Regions from separate parts of the Gossypium hirsutum genome. Here region 2 is linked to region 1. A link is a contact called in public Hi-C data. All regions are on one chromosome and are shown on one strand. The core of a region is the stretch at or near the end of the contact, and the rest is flanking DNA. Distances in the headings are between cores, read along the strand shown. Region 1 holds the start of LOC107898601 (serine acetyltransferase 1, chloroplastic). Region 2 has its middle 23 kb from the start of LOC121212474.

Region 1 (3,628 bases), core at 680-3,179:
CAAAAATCCTACAGGCTGAAAGCAATAAAATAGGAAAAGTTCTAATATCTTGAAAGAGATTTTACTATTATTATGATTAAAAATATTGGCAAAAGCAAAAACAGAAGCCGAGAATTATTGCATTAGATAATGACAAAATAGAAACTTTTTCTCATCGAATTAAAAAAAGGAACCTTTTCAGCATATGCTAAGAAATGTAAATTGCTTGGACTATAACATCAATGCATTAGCCACCCCATATGAACAAAAAAATGGGAATGAAGATATGCCATCGTAACTTCTACTCTATTCATCCTCCCCTGCTTCTGCACTCACTCACATCTAAAGACTAACTTTCAGGTCAAAATTTCTTCAAACCTCAACAAAAATCAGTTCCGGCTTCGATCCAAAACACAAGGATATAACATCAAAAATTCTACTTTAATTGCTACAATACCAGAGATTGCGAGACCATTTCTGATGAATATAAAAGAAAGTACATAAATACTCATATATTGTACTTGCTTCAAAGCTGGCTTTAATAACAGCATAACTAATCCGGTTTAGCATGCATGAGGATCACCTAGAAACTCTTCCAATTCCTAAAGGAGAAGTTCAATTCTCTCTTATAGCAAAAAACAGAAAGGCTCCAAACCAATTCCAAAGCATTAAAAGGGAAAATGAAATAGCTCTCTATATGACATAGTCAGGCCATTCAGTAATGTGTGAAGTATGATCCATGATAAAACTTGGAATCTTGTCAAGCTTAACGGGGTTCTCCAGGCCTCCAATCAATCTAGCCGGGTTCCCGACGGCAGTAGTCTTGGGAGGCACATCCTTTAACACCACAGAGCCAGCACCAATCTTAGCTGCATCACCAATTTTAATATTTCCCAAAATACAAGTGCCAGCACCAATCAAAACTCCATCTCCAATCTTTGGATGTCTATCACCACAAACCTTACCAGTTCCTCCTAATGTCACGTTATGTAAGATTGATACATTGTTTCCAATAACAGCAGTCTCTCCAACAACAACTCCAGTAGCATGATCAAAAAATACTCCACTCCCAATCTTAGCCCCAGGATGAATATCCACAGCAAAAACCTCAGACACCCTATTTTGTATCAACAAGGCCAAAACTTTCCTCCCTTGTGACCATAAATTATGTGCTATCCTATGTGCTTGACATGCAAGGAACCCTTTATAATTCAAAAAGCAATGCACATAACTTATACATGCAGGGTCTCTTTCTTTAACAGCTTTTAAATCTTCCTTGACAGCTTTTACAATTCCTTTATCTTCCAAAACAACCCCCATGAATATATCAAACAGAGTACAACTTGGAAGACTTGAATTGCTTAACTTGATTGACAAATGGTTTGCCAAAGCACATTCTAATGAATTCTGAGACAAAATTGAGCTGTAATAATAATTTGACAAGATGGGCTCTTGCTCAGCATCTAACCTTGCCTCTTCGTTCATTTTCAGCCATAAAGAACCAATCTCTGCTACTTCTCCTTCTTCTTCAAAAGATAAATCAGCAATTTTTCTGGTGTGGATGCCATTTGTGTGGTTTTCGCTAAAGGGTATGCTTGAAACATGGTCAGTAAAAGTGGGTCTGCAGAATTTTACATACTTGTAATGGATTTCATCAGGTTGAGACCTGTTTGGACGCTGGGAAACTCGGGAAGGCTCGGTTGTTCTTGAGGTGTCGATACAAGTAGCCATGGATTTGGAAAGCTTGTGAGAATGTTTCGTGGATGAGAGTACTGATGGAGAAGAGTGTGTATGAGAGAGAACACGAGAGTCGTTGGTATCTAAAGCAAGGGGTAAGGGACGAGGTGTCCCCAGAACTTTCATGGAAATTGAGATTTTCGTGGAAAATTGAGATTTTCGGGGAAAATGGTTAGCTTTCGGCTAATGATTTAATATACTTTCTTGTGGTTTTGCCCAGATTTTCGGTGTTAAGAGCATAATTTTATAGGGCTCTAACCTGTCCCACCAAGGGTAAAAATGGTATTTCAGACTATAGTCAAATACAAATTAATCCCGTAAGAAAAATCAAAGTATAATAATTTATTTAGATTCAGTAAAAATATAAAGAATAGCTAAATAAAATTATAAAAATTTAAGAATTTTTTAAATATTTTGTCATATTAAGCCAAGTCTAAACATATTAGCTTTTATTTTATCTTTAAATAGAAAGAGAAATACGCTTTAACGCATTTAAATTTATTTTTTTATATTGCTAACAATGTTAATGTCAATTAATTTAAAATTCAGTAATTTTTTTGCAAAAAAAACTAAAAATATTAGTTTGATAGATAAAATTATAAAAAGTATTTCAGGTATAAATATTTTCAAAAGAATTTCCATTTAATAGTAACATATTATCAGTTTTTAAAGAAATACAAATATTATTATTCATTTATCCATATAAAATATGTACTCTAACTTAATTTAACGTTAATTAAAATAATTTATTTTTTAAAAAATAAATAACGTGTTCTTTTCTTCTATATTTTTAATCATTTTTAGTTTTTTTTTAAATTTCAATTATTTTTACTTATGTGGAGACAATTTTATTTATGTAGAAAAATAAATAATTCTTTTTTCATCTTTAATTTTCTATTTCAATTCTTTTAAAAAAAATAATCTTGATAATGCTATCAGCGGCGGTTATAATTTTTCAATTTTTTTATTTAGATTCGTGTGAAAAAATGATTAAAGTTGTTGTTGAATATATAGATAACATTAGTCCAAATTTCATCATACCTTTCCCTCTCCCCTAATATTATAATTTCTTGCTTTTTTATTTTCACTTTTCATCATTTTTGTTAATTTTCAATTATTGATTTCAATATTTTCAAATTCCAATGTTTCTCTTATGGGGTTTTTTCATATAGTTTCAACGTGTTTGCTCTCTTTTTTTAATTAATTTAATTAAAATTAAATTAAATTAAAGAAAATATTGTATGTAAATGATATTTTAGGATTTTCCTAATATATAATAGATTATATCATAACCATTATCAAAGATAGTAACAGGATTCTTCTCTAATTCAATATATTATTCTCTAAAATACTGTTGTTTACTTTTAATTCTATTGTTTTTCAAATTATAATATTTTTAATAATTGATATTATTTAAAAGAAAAAAGAACTTTTTTCACCCACTTGAATGTGCTTAGAACCTCTAAGATTGCCCTTTGCTATGCCATTCAACGAACAAAATCATATGGAATAGAATGTAGGCCACTTGATGCTAGTTGTCCTTGTTCATCTATAATTTTATTTCATTGATTTTTTAAAAAAATTAATTATAATAACATAATTATGAAATTTTAATATATTGCTAGAAATTAAACAACGGAATTTTAAAATGCATTCCAAAAGATAATAATTTTTTAAGAGAGAAGTAAAAAAGTTGGAAAGCAAGCAGTGACGTGGGCGATGACGCGCGAGATAAAGGATACAAAGGACATTTGACTTTGGGCAGTTATCTGGTCACCCTCATGTACACGTCTCTCGTAGGAGTAGTTTCCTTGACCATTAATTAGTGTTTGACCCCATTATGTAACTGGTTACATCTGAACCTCAACCCATTGAAACAAACCCAAAACGTATTTGATTCAATTATTGATTT
Region 2 (3,628 bases), core at 726-3,225, 250 kb before region 1:
ATAATTAAAATAATTAATTAAAATTAATTAAAATAATTAAAATATATTATTTAAAAATTAATTAAAAATCAGATACGTAAAATCACATGTAACACATGTACCACTAGAAACTAGTAATATAAAAGTACAAATTTATAGAAACTTTTGAATCGACAAGAATACTCTTTATTGTTGATCATATTATTGTATTGACATTGAAAAAAATTATTTTTATAATATAATTTGTATTCATTTGAATTATACGATTGATTATTTTAATGAATTTATTATTATATATTATTTTAAAATAATTATCATTTAATTAGTGTTACAATTATATATCGTTATGATTTTTTCGAGTATTACTAGATATTATTTTAAATTAATTATTATTAGTTAGTGTTATGGTTATTTATCAATTAAAATTAAGATTTATTATTATAAGTAGCATTCAATAATATCATATCAATAATATTTTTATATTAATTAAATAATTACTAGATATTATTTGAAAGTAGTTATCATTTAATTTTTGTTGCAATTATATATAATTAAAACTAAGATATTTTTTTTAATAATCTCAAAAGCAAACTTTTGCAAATTTGTTTATGCAAAAAATAGTTGAAATATGCTCTCAAGTTCCCAACTTTCCGGTAATGATGGGGAGGGAGATCCTCATCCCGACGGTGGTCGTAACACAAAAAAAGTGAGATTTAAAGATTCTGTGGTTGAAGAAGACATCTCTATGGCTGTGGATCCTGAACCACAACAGATTATTTCATGGAAAGACAAACTTCTGGGGAATCATGTTGATGCGCCTACTTCAGATCGTGTCATGACGACTGAGGGGAATGACAATGATTTCGAATTATTGGAAGGAGATGTTAATACTTCCATCATTGATGGGATTCCTGCTATTGAATTTTTGAGCCGGATCAAGGAGATCTTTTTCAAAGAAATGGAACTGATGGTTATCGTCAAACTTTTAGGGAGAAACATTGGATACAATGCTCTTTATAATCGTATTCTTTTTCTTTGGAAACCAATTCATTCTATTCGTTTAATGGATATCGCTAACGGGTACTTTTTGGTGAAATTTCAAGATACAGGTGATTATAACAAGGCATTGTCTCAGGGTCCATGGACAGTTTACGGCTAGTATCTGACCGTGCAACCCTGGTCTAGATATTTCAATCCTTTGCAACCTTAACCGAGTGTAGTCTTGACTTGGATTCGCCTGCCAAATCTACCGGGACATCTGGATAAAAGGAAGATTATTGAGGTAATTGGGGGCCTCATTGGGAAAGTCGTCAAGCTGGATACTCAGACGGACAACCAAATCAGGGGGCGATATGCAAGATTAGCCGTCTACATTAACCTGGATAGACCATTGACCTCACAAGTTTTAATTGCCAGCCTTATTCAACGAGTTGAATATGAGGCTTTACTGACCGTTTGTTTTGAGTGTGGCAAATATGGTCATGTCAAAGAAATGTGTACCTCAGTTGTGTTGAATCAGAACTCCTCAGATGTGGAAAAATTAACGGAGGCTTCTCAGGATATGCCGATGGTTAGGGAGGGATCTCTTCCGTATGAGAGCTCGAATGGAGGAAATTCCGGTTCAGATGGCAAAGTGAAAGGGCCAGATTTTGAGCCATGGATGGTGGTGGAGAGGAGACCTTCACAGTGAGAAAAGCGTGAGTCTAACAAGGAAAATCCGGTGACTTATGAAAAGAAGGAAACTGGATCTAGGTTTTCGGCGCTTTTAGGGGAGGAAGACTTGGGGGTTGATTTGGCGCTGGTGAATGGAGGGTTTTTAAAAAGTGGAAAAGGGGATAAAGTGGCTGATAGGACAATAAATAGGAATGTTAGAGATTTTAATAGGGCTGGTAATTCGATGGAGAAATCAGGCCAAAGTTTGAACAAGGGGATGGGCCTTTCTAAAAGGTCTAATCTAAGTAGAAATTCAGCCAATAAGGAAAAGGAGTCACTAGGCCAAAATTCTAAAACTTATCTTGACAAAAGCTTAGGGAAAAGGCCTATGGGGCTGAATGGGGCAGTGGGAAATAATGGGGGGACCTATTATTAATTCTACCAATTCTAACTCAACTATCTCTATTTCGACAGGCCAGTAGAAGGTTAATCCAAAATCAATTTATTTGGATGGTGCTTCTAACCAAGGATCTCTGGAGGTTACAACCCAAGGAAATAACGAAGCTGAAATTTTAGAAAAAATAAAACTGCACTATAATCCTGTTTTTGATGAATCTGAGGGATTTATTGTTCCTATTTCAGACAATACCCTCGACCCAGGTAAGCACTCTGCTGTTAGTTTTAATAAATTTTTAACTCAATAGGATAATTCGGATTCGAGGACGATAGAGATTTTGGATTCAAACCTGGAGCCGAATTCAAATGTTTCCAAAAATCGAAGAGGCAAGGGGAATAACAAGGGGAATCGAAGCACTCGAAGAACTTATTTTGCTCTACGAGGTCGAGAGAACCTCTTTAACTCTTCTGGAAGCTTGCGTGTTCCCTTAGCTGAAACTATGGAGTCTATGGCAGAATTATTATCATCTCAAATTTTTAATGAGGCATCGAATGCTGAGGCTAATGGTACAGGGACCATGTCAGATAATAACACCGGCCTTGAATGATAAGGCATGTTTCCCTAATCTTTCCTAATTTTTTTCTAATGAATATATCTATCTTTTCATAGAATTGTCAGGGTTGTGCAAATGTTAAATTCCCCCACATTTTTCGGGAATATAACACGGAGTATAAACCGGATATTATAAGCTTGCTTGAACCAAGAGTTAGTGGAACCAAGGCTGGCAGTATAATTGCCAAGTTGGGGTTTTAGTATTCCCACCACGCGGAAGCAATTGGCTACTCAGGGGGCATTTGGATAGGATGAAAGGATTCTATCCGTCTTGAAGTGATCCACAGTCACCCGTAATTTATTCTATCTCGGGTTTGGTCCTTATCCTTGCCATTTCCTATTTTCATCGCTTTTGTTTATGGCAGTCCCAATAGACAAAGGCGTCAATTTCTCTGGAGCGAGTTAAGAAAGTCCATTCCTTTAGGTCAGAGCCCTTGGATTGCTGTCGGAGATTTCAACGCAATTCTCTCCACTTCTGAGAAATCTGGGAGTCTATCTAGGGGTAAGAGATGCCCTCATTTTGGTAATTTTGTTGATTTAGCTGAGCTTTATGACTTGGGCTTCAGGGGGCCTCCTTTCACCTAACATAGGGGAGCTTTGTTTGAAAGGCTTGACCGTGCTTTGGCTAATGAAATCTGGCTTCAAAATTTTCCTAACTGTATGGTGACACATCTTCCTAAGATTAAGTCAAATCACCATCCCCTCCTCATTTCTTTGAATCCGAATATTTCCCTCCCTAGGGGAAGGCCCTTTAGGTTTTTGATTGGTTGGATTGAGCATCCAGATTTTGATAGCTTTTTAAAAGAAAAATGGGATTATTCTGGTAATATGTCTGAATCTCTTGGAAAGATCACCTTAGATCTTAAGGATTGGAATAGACATGTTTATGGTAAACTCTTTGCTAGGAAGAAAGATCTTTTCAAAAGGATTGCTAATATTTAGAAGCTAAGAGATTTCTCTAGATCTCATCATCTTGATCAAGTGGAT

Evidence for each region. A called contact is a pair of places that touch in the nucleus more often than the background predicts.
Region 2: a contact with region 1 is called in a Hi-C map of leaf, with 2.5 times the contacts expected there. The contact joins the enhancer-like site here to the promoter of LOC107898601 in region 1. A contact is called at or near these places in 5 of 34 Hi-C or Micro-C datasets (callus, leaf and seedling).

Annotation. Positions count from the first base shown.
Region 1 is chrA13:93,141,932-93,145,559 of Gossypium_hirsutum_v2.1, reverse strand. It overlaps LOC107898601 (serine acetyltransferase 1, chloroplastic), which reads right to left and starts at 1,929. Exons shown (of 1, transcript XM_016824101.2): 1 at 131-1,929. The coding sequence starts at 1,842. The coding sequence ends at 673.
Region 2 is chrA13:93,394,943-93,398,570 of Gossypium_hirsutum_v2.1, reverse strand. No RefSeq gene overlaps it. Among protein-coding and RNA genes, the nearest start is that of LOC121212474, 23 kb to the left of the region's middle. Within about 2 kb of position 1,975, at least 9 of the 9 cell types and tissues checked have an H3K27ac peak or open chromatin away from gene starts, as enhancers often do. A contact at or near this core is called in leaf, where this site is marked.